2 separate regions of the Capsicum annuum genome follow, and region 1 is linked to region 2. The links are chromatin contacts, called in public Hi-C maps. All regions are on one chromosome and are shown on one strand. The core of a region is the stretch at or near the end of the contact, and the rest is flanking DNA. Distances in the headings are between cores, read along the strand shown.

Region 1 (7,042 bases), core at 426-2,925, 150 kb after region 2:
AACTCACATGTTAAAACCACCTCTTCTAATATATGAAAATTTGCCTGAATTTTCCATCTTATTTGAATTTCATCATATTATTTTTTTTTTTTTTTTTTTTTTTTACTGATCGAAACAAAATTATTCCATATTTATCCTTTTCTAGAAGAAAAATGCTTTAGACTTCTATAGAGCGAGAATTCTTCGTTCATACAATATAATAGTACAATACTAAAATGTGTTATATTAAATCACATGACAATTTAAGATATATATATATATATATATATATATATATATATAAATATAAATCTCAAAAATTTAAAAATTGTCACATAAATTGAAATAAAGTGAGCGCATTGCAAACCACAATATATTCTCTTATATAATTAAGAGGGAATAAGCAGCTGAATCAAGCACAGAGTCGATATGTCTGCTTCAATTGTGATTTTACTGTGTCACCCCTAATTAATTATTATAAGTTATTTATGTATTAGAAAATTAATAATATTTAATAAAATATTGAAGTAGATATTTGTGACATGTTTATTTTAGTTACTTCAATCGTTATTTTACTATATCATTTCTAATTTGACCTCATGCCTGCTTCAGCTGTTTTAACTGTGGTTTTACTATATCACCCCTAATTAACTATTACAAATTATTTATGTATTAGAAAATTAATAATATTTAATAAAAATAAAATAGACATTTATGACATGTCTGTTTCATCTGCTCCAATCGTAATTTTACTATATCACGCCTAATTAATTATTATATCCTTAATTAAATATTATAAGTCATTTACATATTAAAAAATTAATAATATTTAATTAGAAAAAAATAGACATTTATGACATGTCTGTTTCAGCTGCTTCAACCGTAATTTTATCGTATCACTCTTAATTAATTATTATAAGTAAACTGTATATTAAAAAATTAATAATATTTAATAAAAAATATAAAATAGACAAAAATTAATGAAAATTAACTCATGATGTTTTAAATTAACTTAACAACCTATATGAGACTCTCTTAAAATTTTTTACAAGAATTTTTTTAAAGTAATTCTCCTATATAATAAATGACAATGAAGCAGCTGAAGCAGACTACTCATGGTTGACATGTCTGTTTCAGCTGTTTTAACCATAATTTTACTATACCATTCAAGTAATTATTATAGTTATTTATGTATTAGAAAATAATAATATTTAAAAATAAAGTAAAATAGACATTAATGAAATGACTACTTGAGCTTCTTCAATCGTGATTTTACTATATTATTCATAATTAATTATTACATTTAAGTATTAAAAAATTAATAATACTTAATAAAAAATAAAATAAATATAAAATGATAAATTAACTCTCGATCTTTTAAATCAACTTGGCGTCTTATATGGATCCGCTTAAATTTTTTTGACAGGTATTTTTTATAATTATTTTAATATGTCACTTTCAATTAGTAGAATAGAAAAAAATTATTATAAATAACGATAATTTAAAATTTTAAAAATATAATTGCCTATTAATGCCACAAAAATTTGAACAAAGAATATAACATATATTATTTAAAAATTAGTTAAAAAAGTATTCAAAATTATAATTAACAACTTAAAATATCTAAAAATATATTAAAAATATAATTAATTACCTAAATTCTATTTATGTCATATCTAGTAATCTAACAAGAGATGAAAACGTTTAACGAGTAGCAAGTAAACGCACATCAACCATTTCTTCTCTCTTACTATTAACTTTTCTTTAATTACACAATCACCCCCTAAAATTCTACAATTGTCATAACTTCCCCTACCTTTTTGTTTTTACTCAGAGAATGAACGAATATGCTTTATCTCCCTCCGTAATTGATTGACAAAAACACAGAAAAAAGCAGACCTTTTTTGCACACAGAAATACGGAGAGAGAAAGGATAGAGAATTAATAAAGAGTATTGCTAAAGCAAACAAAAATAAAATTCAATTTCCTTTCTCTCCTCTAATTTCTGTTGTACTTCTTGTTGCTTTTGTTGTACTTTTTGTTTCTTTTTCCTTTTCTCAAGAAAATTTGGTGGGGTTGTGTTATTTTTGTTGAAAATTATTGGGTTGTTGAGATTTTTGTTTTTTTTTTTCGAAGAAAATTTGTTGGGGTTGTGAGATTTTGATTGAAATATATTGGATTGTTGAAATTTTTGGTAAAAAATGGAGGGAGAAGTTGGAACATGTTCATCATCATTGAAATGTGAAATTGAAGGGAAAGGGAAAATGGGTGGAAGTGGTGTTGTTGTTGTTAATGTATTGGAATCTGCTAAATTTCCTTTGTCATTTTGGGAGATTGGTGTAGCTGTTAGTGTTGTTTTGGGTTATGTAATGGGTCTTGGTTGTGTTTATTTAACCATGCCTGCTTCTGATTATAGCTTTCTTAAGCTTCCTAGAAATCTTGAAGATCTTCAAATACTCAGGTATTTTTTTGACATACATTTTTTTTTAAATTCTAGTTGTTGTCATGTACCACACGTGTTCAAGTCGTGCAAACAGCCTCTTGCAGAAATGCAGTATAAGGCGGTCTATTATAGACCTTGTGGTCCAGTCTTTCCTTGGATCTCGTGCATAATTGGAGTTTTAGTGTACCTTTGAACATGTTTTTCCTTAATCTAGTTTAGTCCATTTTTTATCTTGATAAGTTTTTCTGGATGAGAAAGTGCTTAATTGGTGTGTCCCTCCTTCCCAAATCATTGAAAAAAAGAGCAGACTTTTAATGAACAAAGTGATAATTTGTTGAGTTGTGAAAAGTTGGATGGTAAAGTGCATAAAGGGGTATGGTCATTATTATAGAGTTGTAAAAAAGATGACTTTGAAAAGGTGATAATGGTGGTGTGATAATCATATGTAAATACTAAATCCATTAGGAGCATAGAAGAGAATCTAGATGGAGTTGATTCAGCTGAACTGGTTGAATTAGAGAAGTATTCACTATTCCCCAATGGTTGTAAATTTAAGCAGAGTGGACAGATGTTTTGAAGGAAAAGAGGACCGAAAACTTAGTCTTTTAGCATTTTGTGGATCAAAGTAGAAAGTTTATAATATCTTGTGTATTGCGCTAAATGGTGGGATGAGTAGGAATTGACAACGAGGTTGAATGTGGGAACTGTTGATAATTTGGCGTTAAGTTAGGGAAACAAAATATTGGTGACACGGTATATAGATGCTTTGTCAATCTTTTTAAATGTGAAAAGAGGGTAGTTCGCGAGCTGTGCATTGGTTGTTCACTTGTGTCATATTGCAATGAATTTCAGGGGATGAACCTGAGGGGGTTAAATATAATCTCTCTTTGCGAACATTTACTAGTTTCAAGGATTTGGAAGTAAAACTCTGCGCCTATTTTAGTTGGGGGTTTTAGGGGCATCTCGAACACTTGCAATTGTCTGCTAATTCATGGAGAGCCAAAGTAAAATTCCATTGGATGGTGATTAGAACGACTCTTAGATGTAACATGTGTAATGCAACAAATAAAGGAAAGCATTAAACTATGGGGGTCGTTTGGTAGAAGGGATAAGAAAAATAATTCCGGGATAAAGTTTGGGATTAACTTTATCCCATGTTTGGTGTCAAGTATTACTTAATCCCAGGACTATGTTATCCCACCATTTGTACTAAAATGGTGGAATTATTATCCCGCCTCATGGGATATCCTTACTTATCTCATGGAGTGTACCAAACGACCCCTTAATTCTAAGCAGTAAAGTCGCTTGTACACCATTGCGTGATTGGAATACTTGGTCAGGCATTGATCAACCAACAGCTGAGAAGGTCAAGTTTGTTGTTACCAATCTCTAAAAAAGAAAGTCAAGTTCGTTCACTAAACTTGTTGGTGAAATATCCCAAGATGTCCTTGCTTTGAACTGTGCACTTAAAATGCTACAGCTGTGTATTTGTGCAAGCATATCCATACATATCCACAAAGTAGGCTTGTAATTGAACATCTGGCATTATGGTTATGCAAAATACTGCACTCGTAGTTGAACATGCATGCAAGTCTGCATTTTCAAACTTTGGTCCTTATTGTTGGAGATGATATCATGAATATTTCTTTGTTCTTATTTTGTACTAATTTCTACATAAGCATATTTTAGAATATGGATTGATTTTTGATTTTATACCACATATCGTTTGAATGTTTTGTAGGGATCACCTGGAGAGCTATACTAGCGACTATACTGTGCAGGTCCTTGTGGGATACTGTGTGGTCTACATTTTTATGCAGACATTTATGATCCCAGGAACAGTTTTCATGTCACTGCTTGCTGGATCTCTCTTTGGAGTCTTCAGAGGTGTGGCACTGGTTGTGTTCACCGCTACTGCAGGTGCATCATCTTGCTATTTCCTATCCAAACTGATTGGGCGGCCCCTTGTGTTCTCACTATGGCCTGATAAGTTAACTTTCTTCCGGGACCAGGTGATTTTCAACTCGCAAACCAGTCATCATAGTCTACTTTCCTAAATGTTACTGTTGCAGTAAAGTATCTCTGTTCTATCAGGTGGCTAGAAGGCGAACGCGGCTGCTAAACTACATGCTTTTCTTGAGAGTTACACCCACTCTGCCAAACACATTTATCAATGTCGCTTCACCAATTGTGGATGTCCCTTACCATACATTCTTCTTTGCAACTGTCATTGGGATCATTCCAGCCGCTTATGTCACTGTTAGGGTACTAATACTCATTATTCAACTCTTTATGCTAAGTGCCAATGACAGAATATATTTTGTTTTAGCTGATTTTATGGTTTCTGGTCCATGTTTATTGTACCCTCAGAATAAAATGACTTACATTACCATTTTAGATTTATGATGCAAAGAGGGAGTAGACTTTAAGATATTTTACTATGTTAGTTTATTTCTGCTGTATTGATTTTAGAGGTTCACTCTGCTGACAAAGGATTACAATGCAGGCTGGAATAACTCTTGGTGAATTGCAGTCAGTGGGTGATCTCTATGACATGCATTCTATAGCAACACTTTTCCTTATCGGTCTTGTAACTGTTACGCCCACATTGATCGGAAACAAGAACTAATTACAGAGTTCAGCATCAGCAAAAAACATTGTGAAGTGTCATGAATACCATTAACCTTCCTCGGCATGACTTCATTATCTGTACATATTAGCATTAGGCAGGTTATTTGTGCCAAGTCTCAGCCCGTGAAAGTTATGCTGCTATTGAATTTGATCCGGAAGCATTTGTTTAGCTAGAAGTTGCAAAAGAAAGGAAAAAGAATCTGATGTCATTTGAAAATTTGTTTGTTATGGTTATGTAATAGTAAACATTTGACATGCCATTTGTAGACGTCGCCCTGGATCCTATATTCATTTCTTTCAACTGTTTTCTTAATGTTCAGATTCAAATGTCTTTAGTGAAAACAAATGACGCTTCATCGTTATGGACAAATTTCGTTGTTGTTATTGCTCTTATTATTTCCGTATTCCCTTTTTCAAACTACTTGGATATGCTTAGTTTTAAGTCGAGGGTTTATCAAAAACATCTCTATCTTTACGAGTTTTAGGTTAGCGTACACTTAACTTTTCATATCCCACTTGTGGAATTATACCGAGTATGTTGGTGTTTTCTTTTCCTAAAGTTCCACATTTAGACGAATGAAGAGCCTAAATCTTGAACTTGATTGGATATGCTAAATTTTGGGTGTCATTGGACCTTTTCAAGGATTTTTTTAGAAAGGAGAAAAGTGAGCACATGGTAAAGAAATCATTTCAAGATTGGCCGTGATAAGGGCAACCAAATTCATGTAGGGTTGGGAAGGACCATCGTACAAGGGCTCTAGAGAGAAGTCTCTTTTTTGGGGGTAACATGAAGATTTTATTGATGACGAAAAGACAACACAGCTCCAGCAGTAGTACAATACAATGGTAAGGCCTTTAGCATAAACCAAAACCTTGTGTGTTTGCCATAGCATCAGCCACATATTCGGACATTGTCTGTTTATTATGTCCATACAACAATCCAGAATAATCGTACGAACATAAATCAACAGCGCAAACCACTAAATCTTGATTAATGACGGAGTTGTACACGATTTAATTCGTAGATAGAAGAAAGCTAAGATCCTGAAAAGCGAACTTATGGATGAACACTATTTCATGTATGACATTGTTGACAGTGTAACGACCTAAGATTTTCTAAATTTCTTCTTTCTGCCTGCAGTGTCTGGTGTTCGGTTGTCCAGCTTTCGTTTTGTTCCCGTTTGTTTCAAGCCAGAGGCAGCAGCCTTGAGTGCTTTTGCTTTTCGGGCAGCAACAGATGGCCTCTTTCCTGTACGTTCCTTTGGCTTTTGTGATATCTGTGTTTTAGGTTTCAATTTTCCTCGGTCACTCATCTTCGATTGAGTTTTCTTCTGAACACCAGATTTGCTTGCCTTCACACCCTGGTAGGAGAGGTCAGACTTTGTTTTCGCCTTATAGCTACTACTGCCTGGTGTAGTTGAATCTACAGCAAATTTCTTTGCTGGTGACCTGAATCTGTCTTCGGTTGGCAAGCTTTTCCTCTTAGATGGAGTAGCATTTGCTTTAGAATGAGACACCCTCAGCTCGCGATCCCGCAGCTTCAAGTTACGCTTTCTAGAAACAATGTTCGCAGCCTCCTGCAAACAAAAGTACAAGAACAACTCAACCTTCACGTTCAACAACCAGGATATAGATTTACTCAAAAATTAGTGACCCACATCCTTGCAAGAGAATTAACTTCAACTACTCTGTAATTATTAGAAAAGAAAAAAATGAGAGTCCTACAAACTGAACCGTTCTTCCAATTTATTATTCCTTCTAATCCGTCTATCATGTTTAACAAAGTACTCCTTTATCAAAAGACCTGTATAGACAAATAATGACACAAATCAAACATGATATCCCAACCATCATAAAAGATCGCCAGGTTACATATCTGTTTATTGGGAAATTGGCTCCAATCAACTAGACTGAGGTAAGAAAGCTAGATTATCAAAAGACCCATCATAAGAGCTGATTACGTATTATCCACCTCAAGTAGAAAATTTA
Region 2 (6,881 bases), core at 3,922-6,421:
AACTAATCTCAAAAGGTGAGTTTAATTTAGCAAAACCCCGTGCTTCATTTGTCCTGCCAAATAGACTCAAGGATTGTACTATACGTTGAACTTTTACTTCATTCATGAATACTTTTGGAGAAACGCTTATCAACAACTCTTACGTACCATGAATACTTTTGGAGAAATATTTGCTCGTTCTCTTCTTTGTCTCTTGTTGCGTCTCTTTGTCCGTTATTGTATTTTTCTACAGGCAGATTTAATTATGCTTTTCATCATACTAATTTTTTCTTTATCGTAAAGTTTGATAAACTACATATCATATCATAAAAGAAGATAAAGAAAAGATTGTTAAATTAAAAAAATAAGAATGAATAGCTACAATAATTTATATCATTCAAAACTAAAAATTGTCACGCGAATTTAATCCCTTTCAAAATTCGAATCATTAACTGTCTATAGATATTATCATCACCATCCATCTTCAAGATACCTATAAAATCAATACACCTTAAAGTAGATTTAATATTACAAAAATATTTCTTGACGTAAAAAATAATTCTAAAGCAAACAATAAAGAATGATCTAAGACCAAAAGTATTTTTTTTATTTTTCATATGTTCATTGAAGATACAATTGTATTGTTGTAGAAGAAGTCTCAATTTATATAATTCCAAAACCTTTTCAAAGAAATTTTCTAAATATGGTAAATTTATATTTTTTTTGCATAATAACTACCAACTTTAGAAGAATAAAAATACCAAAAATAATAAACTACTACAAATAGACATTTACTGTACATTGTTTATAGTTCTTTTAGACTTTTGCTTTATTTTTTATTTAATACAAAATAGGCTTCATTGTCTTATTTTAAAAAAAAAAAATTAAAGCCATAAACACTACGGTTCCTAAATCTTAGGAGTTTAGTAGTTTTTTTTATTTCTTCTTACCCTAATATTTGTTTGTTACCATATATTTTAGGACTCTTAATTTTTTCTTTTCATATATATTTTAGGATTCAATATTATAGTTAATATTATTAAAATAACTAAATAATAATTTAAGCAAAGGGTGAAAAAACGATTTTGTCTATTATGGAGTCTTTTAATGAAGGCAAAAAGTTCAAATCACTTTTTTAAAGATGTTCACACTTTTAATATATTATAGATTCACCTTGTGCATATGTGGATGTCCAACATTGACAACTAAAAAACCTTTCCAGTCTTACAACCCTGCAGTACAAGAATAAACTAAACGTAAAACTAATATCCTAATACTAATCCATCTTCAAGAAACCCACCAACACACACAATCTATTGCATCTATGACAAACATTTCCTAAACACGAACAACTAGGCAGCAAATTCTTACAGGAAAAAAGACAATACTACTGATAGTTTTATGTTCATCAGACATGTTCCAGTCATATTGCTTAAATAGAAAAAGTGCAGGAATAACAGTAGAGGAGCAAGAGAATCAGTATTTACAGTCAAGTGTCAAATAGGAAAGAGATATTAAGAATAAATAGATTCATTAGTGTAGCTGAGCCTTCCCTATTGGTGAATCTAACTATAAGATTTAATGATTAACCACATTATGTGAACATAAAACATGCAAAAAGGGGTTTCCTTATGACTCATGATGAACTAAATTTGCCTGTGACAAGACTATAGCATAAGATACAACCAGCTGATTTTTCCCAACATTAATAAAATTATTTACCTTATCAAGAAAAGATACTGATATTCAACAAATCAGTCTTAAGCTCCCAAATTAAGGTTTGAACTGTGGTTCTGATAAAATTGTAGTTCAGAAAAGGAATATTCCTCTAGAAATAATCTCATAATAACTTCCACGCGAGAGACAACCAAGAATCTGCCACGCGGATCCCATAGAAAAAAATCCCTCGGGAATCTGATTCCTCTTGCAATAATAAATTACATAAGCAAGTAAGTGACATCATTTCAAAATGCAAAATTCATATGCAGTAAGACCACCCTGTAAAGCAGCATAAGAATAATCACTGAGGAAAACAAGATTCATTTATCAAAATTGTCAAAGGCACAACTTAAGATATTTTCAGCCAGGAATAACAATTGCCTCAAAGGAAAAACTTAAATTTTCTAGATAAAGATACTGAAAAGTTACCTACTTCATTGCAAAGATTGAATGTACAAGTTGAACAAAGATTACCATCTAATTGCTTTGAGAAGACATGATCAAAGCAAAGAACCTACTTATTAACTGCTGTACCAACAACTCCCTACCAAGAATAAGTCCCTGCAGCTTACTTTAACCTTCATAATGCAAGAGAAAAATCATATGCTTCAGCAAATTTTGCACCCGGACCCTGCGGACAGGGGGAAGGGTTAGTGCACTGGACCACCCTTTACATTTCACATTTCACACCTGAATAGGGTTCTCATTTTCTTCTATCTTAAGAGGTGACACAGGCAATGTTCCTTCATCCTCACCACACCCACTACTCCCCACCAAAACCCTAACTTCCTTTTCACATTGAACCTTCTTTAAACTCTCAAATTCCTTATCGTTCTGATTTAATACATCCCAGAAAAAGTCTGTTAACACTCTCTCATAATTCGGCATTTCACATACCCAGGGAATTAGTTAATACCAATAACAAGATACCTATTTCAAACTCTATAATCCCTAATCACATCAAAAATAAAAAGATGTAATTTTGTTGCCAACCTAAGTCCCCGAACTATATCAGTAATCAAACTCAAAGAGGCAATTCAGCATTTTCCAAATTCATCAACTTATAATACTTACCATTTTTTTGCAATTATTCAAAATTTGAAACCTGCGAAAACGACAAGTAACTCTCTAATCTGCCTAAATTATCTTCCTTAACATCCGGCAATGACTTCCTCTTCACACATTTCACATAATCACCAACTACATACACCTTAAAAATCACTCCTCCGTGTTTACCAAACTCCTGTAAGACTATCCGCAACCCGTCTTTGTTAAAAACAAGCAACATTTTAGGTGATTTCGCATTTCCATCAGCTACTAACGGCTTCGCAATAACCGGAAATTTCAACCATTCGTTTTCTAGGTAAATTTCCCATACAATTTTCACAGTAAGTGACATCATTTGAAAAATGTGACATTCCTATCCAATAAGACCTATGTTGCTCGGACTCGTCAAAAATGTCATCAGTTGTGTCAAATCCTTCAAAGGTAGGGTATTTTTTTGGAAGATCCGACACAAGTGCAACAACATTTTTGGAGAGTCCGAGCAATTTAGAATAAGACCACGTTGTAAACCAGCATAATGGAGAAAATCTTTAAGGAACACTCACTGAGGAAAACAGCAAAATTTATTTATCAAAATTATCAAAGGCACAATTTAAGATATTTTCAGCCAGAAATAACAATTGCCTTAAAGGAAAACTAGAACTGATAAAGATACTGAAAATGTACCCATTTCACTACAAAGATAGAATGTACAAGTTGAACAAAGATTACCATCTAAGTTGATCAAAGCAAAGAACCTACTTATTAACTGATGTGCCAGCTCCCTCCTAAAATAAGTCCCTGCAGCTTGCTTTAACCTTTATAATGCAAGAGAAAAATGATATGCTTCAGCAAATTTTGCACTTCACATTTCACATAATTAAGCCCCTCCCTGGACCTGCCATAGCGGGAGCTTTAGTGCAATGGGCCGCCCATTACTATTCACATTTCACACCTGAATAGGATTCTCATTTTCTTCTATCTTAAGAGATGAAACGGGCAATGCTCCTTCATCCTCACCACATACGCTACTCCCCACCAAAACCCTAACTTCCTTTTCGCAGTTAACCTTCTTTAAACTCTCAAAACCCTTATCTTTCCGATTCAAAACATCCCAGAAAAAGTCCGTTAACACTCTCTCATAATTCGGCATTTTCGCGTACCCAGGGAAATAGTTAATATCAATAACAAGATACCTATTCCCAACTCTATTATCCCTAATCACATCAAAATTAAAAAGATGTAATTTCGTTGCCAATCTAAGTCCCCTAGCTATATCAGTAAGCAAACTCAAAGGGGGCAATTCAGCATTTTCCAAATTCATCAACTTATAATACTTATCATCATTCTTCTCACAATTATTCAAATTCGAAACCTGCGAAAACGGCAAGTAACTCTCTAATCTCCCTAAATTATCTTCCTTAACATCCGGTAAGGACTTCCTTTTCACACATTTCACATAATCACCGACTACATACACCTTGAAAATCACTCCTCCATGATTAACAAACTCCTGTAAAACTATCGGTGGCGTCAATTTTCGCAACCCGTCTTTGTTAAAGACGAGCAACATTTTATGCGATTTTGCACTTCCATCAGCTACTAAAGGCTTCGCAATAACAGGAAATTTTAACCCTTCGTTTTCAAGGTAAATTTCCCATACAATTTTCGCATCGTATATTACCGTTTGCTTAGGTATCCCAAACGACGCCGTTCCCGTTTCGCACTCGATTTCCAGTTCCGTTACCGCTTGCAGCATCGAAATCCTGTTATGCAACCGCTCAATTGCCTCCGGCGAATCAATGATAAGCGAATTAGGGTTTTCGGAGCTGTAATGCTTCAGTTGGCGCTTCCAATCATCACCGTACAATTTATGGAGGAGACAATCGAACGGTCCTTGATCAATTAAGGGTTTGTCTGTATCGATTTTGATGAGATCGATACCGCGTTCTTTTGCGAGATTGATAAGGGAAAGTTGAATGAAACTCGCTTGTTTCTTCGGTGCTAATGCGTATCCAATTCCGTATCTCTTCAATGGCTCCGCCATGATGACCCGATAACCCGACTTACGACCCAGATATACAAACAGTTTACCGTAAATTGGGTGCAATTGAATTTGTAGGTGAACTCACAGAATGGACATTACTCTGTGTGTGTGTGTTTTGTAAGTGTATGAATAGTGTAGATTTCGGAGAAGGGGGAAGAAGAGAGGAGAATTGGAGAGATGGGGGTATTTATATATATAGGTGGGAGAGGGAGATTTAGGGTTTGATAAAGTGACAGGCGTTGAGGTTGGGGTAGACACGTGGCGTGATTTGAGGAGAAAATGTTGATCCTCGCCGCACCGGAGGAAGATGATGGTGAGCTGGTGCCTAAGAGGATATGCGGTGAGCCGGTGACTGACGTCAATTTTGAGAAAAATGGTGACAAAAATTAATGAGGTCAATATTAATGACTATTTTTAATATAACAAATTTTATACTTTAAATTGTCCACGACACATAATTTAACAAACAATAAATTATAACATAATTTTATTATATTATTTTTTGAATATAACAAATATTATACTTTAAAAAATGCATTCAATGATGAATAATATTTAATATCAAGTGTAAAATTGATAGAAATTTAAGAAACAATAATTTATAAGATAATTTTACTATATTATTTTTTGAATATAATAAATGTTATACTTTAAAAATACATTTAATGATGAATAATATTTAATAGCAAGTATAAAAGATATCTATATTTATAATCTATATCTATAATCTATATATATAATATATTAAAAGTGTGAAGACCCTTAAAAAAGTGATTTGAACTTCTTGTCCTTTATTAAAATACTTCATAATAGACAAAATCGTCATTTACTATTTTTAAAAATAATTAATATTAAATTAATATTTAAATACTTAGGATAAAAATTACTATTTTTTAAAAATAATTAATAATAAATTATTATTTAAATACTTAGGATAAACAAAAAAAAGGAAAAATCTCACACCTAAAAGGAATTAAATCTAATGTATGAAATTTTTTATTAGGAATCATATGCAATATTTTAGGAGAAAAGTGATGTAAAAGGGAAAAGAATTAAGAACCAAAATTGTGTTTGTTTAAAAGGAAACACGCATGGAAACTTTTAAGAAAAAAAAAATTATTAATCAAAATATATATATATTTTTTTAATTTACGCAAAAGGAAAAAAATTATTTGATTCAGCTATGAAATTGTATTATTTAACACTTCTAAATAAATTAGAATTTTACCTTATATAAAACTTCTAAATCATATAAAATTTTACCTTATATAATTTTTTTACCTTATATAAAAAATGTCTAGAATTCTATTTAAGTCATATTTTAATCAAAGTTTACTTGAAAAAAAAATTATTTTGATAATTGATAATTAATTAAAGTTTTCTTCTTACGTTCATGACTAGAGTTTTCTAGCCTTCTTTGTTATATGAATTTATGAATTCTCTTTTAATTTTATCTATAATCTATAATCTATATCTATATCTATAATCTATAATCTATATTTATATCTGTGATCTATAATCTATATATATAATCTATATCTATAATATATTAAAAGTGTAAAGACCCTTAGAAAAGTGATTTGAACTTTTTACCCTTCATTAAAACACTCCATAATAGACAAAATCGTCATTTACTATTTTTAAAAAAATAATTATTATTAAATTATTATTTAAATATTTAGGATAAAAAAAAGGAAAAATTCCGCACCTAAAAGGAACTAAATATAATTTATGAATTTTCTTTTAATTTTTTATTATACATATTTAGTTTAATTGTGAATAAATCATGAGATCTAACATATCATCATTATGTTTGTTAATAAACTTTATTTATTGTATTTTTTTTAGGAGTATGACAATCCATGCATCCTACGAGAATCTGTTTCTCCTACCATCTATCACTTTTTTAGTATTTGTTTCAAAATACGGTCATAAACTGAATATTATTTTCATATCTTTGTCGTCTTGAGAAAAATGACTGTCAACGGCCTCTTCATTTCTTTTATTTGTTTATCTCAATTGCGGGGGATTTTAGCATATTGGGATCATTAAGTCTTTCATGTAAATGGGTCTAGAAAAATAAGAAAGTTTT

Evidence for each region. Hi-C and Micro-C count contacts between places; a contact is called where the count stands out from the background.
Region 1: a contact with region 2 is called in a Hi-C map of bud, with 4 times the contacts expected there. The contact joins the promoter of LOC107870737 here to the promoter of LOC107870752 in region 2. A contact is called at or near these places in 2 of 5 Hi-C or Micro-C datasets (bud and leaf).

The regions. Positions count from the first base shown.
Region 1 is chr1:18,597,680-18,604,721 of UCD10Xv1.1, forward strand. LOC107870737 reads left to right here and starts at 1,676. Exons shown (of 4, transcript XM_016717354.2): 1 at 1,676-2,440; 2 at 4,164-4,434; 3 at 4,517-4,687; 4 at 4,929-5,437. The coding sequence starts at 2,181. The coding sequence ends at 5,051. LOC107870729 (RNA-binding protein 34) reads right to left here. Exons shown (of 6, transcript XM_016717341.2): 6 at 5,915-6,630. The coding sequence ends at 6,160.
Region 2 is chr1:18,448,564-18,455,444 of UCD10Xv1.1, forward strand. It overlaps LOC107870752 (inositol-tetrakisphosphate 1-kinase 1), which reads right to left and starts at 5,172. Exons shown (of 2, transcript XM_047394747.1): 1 at 3,505-5,172. The coding sequence starts at 4,789. The coding sequence ends at 3,692. It also overlaps the pseudogene LOC107872687.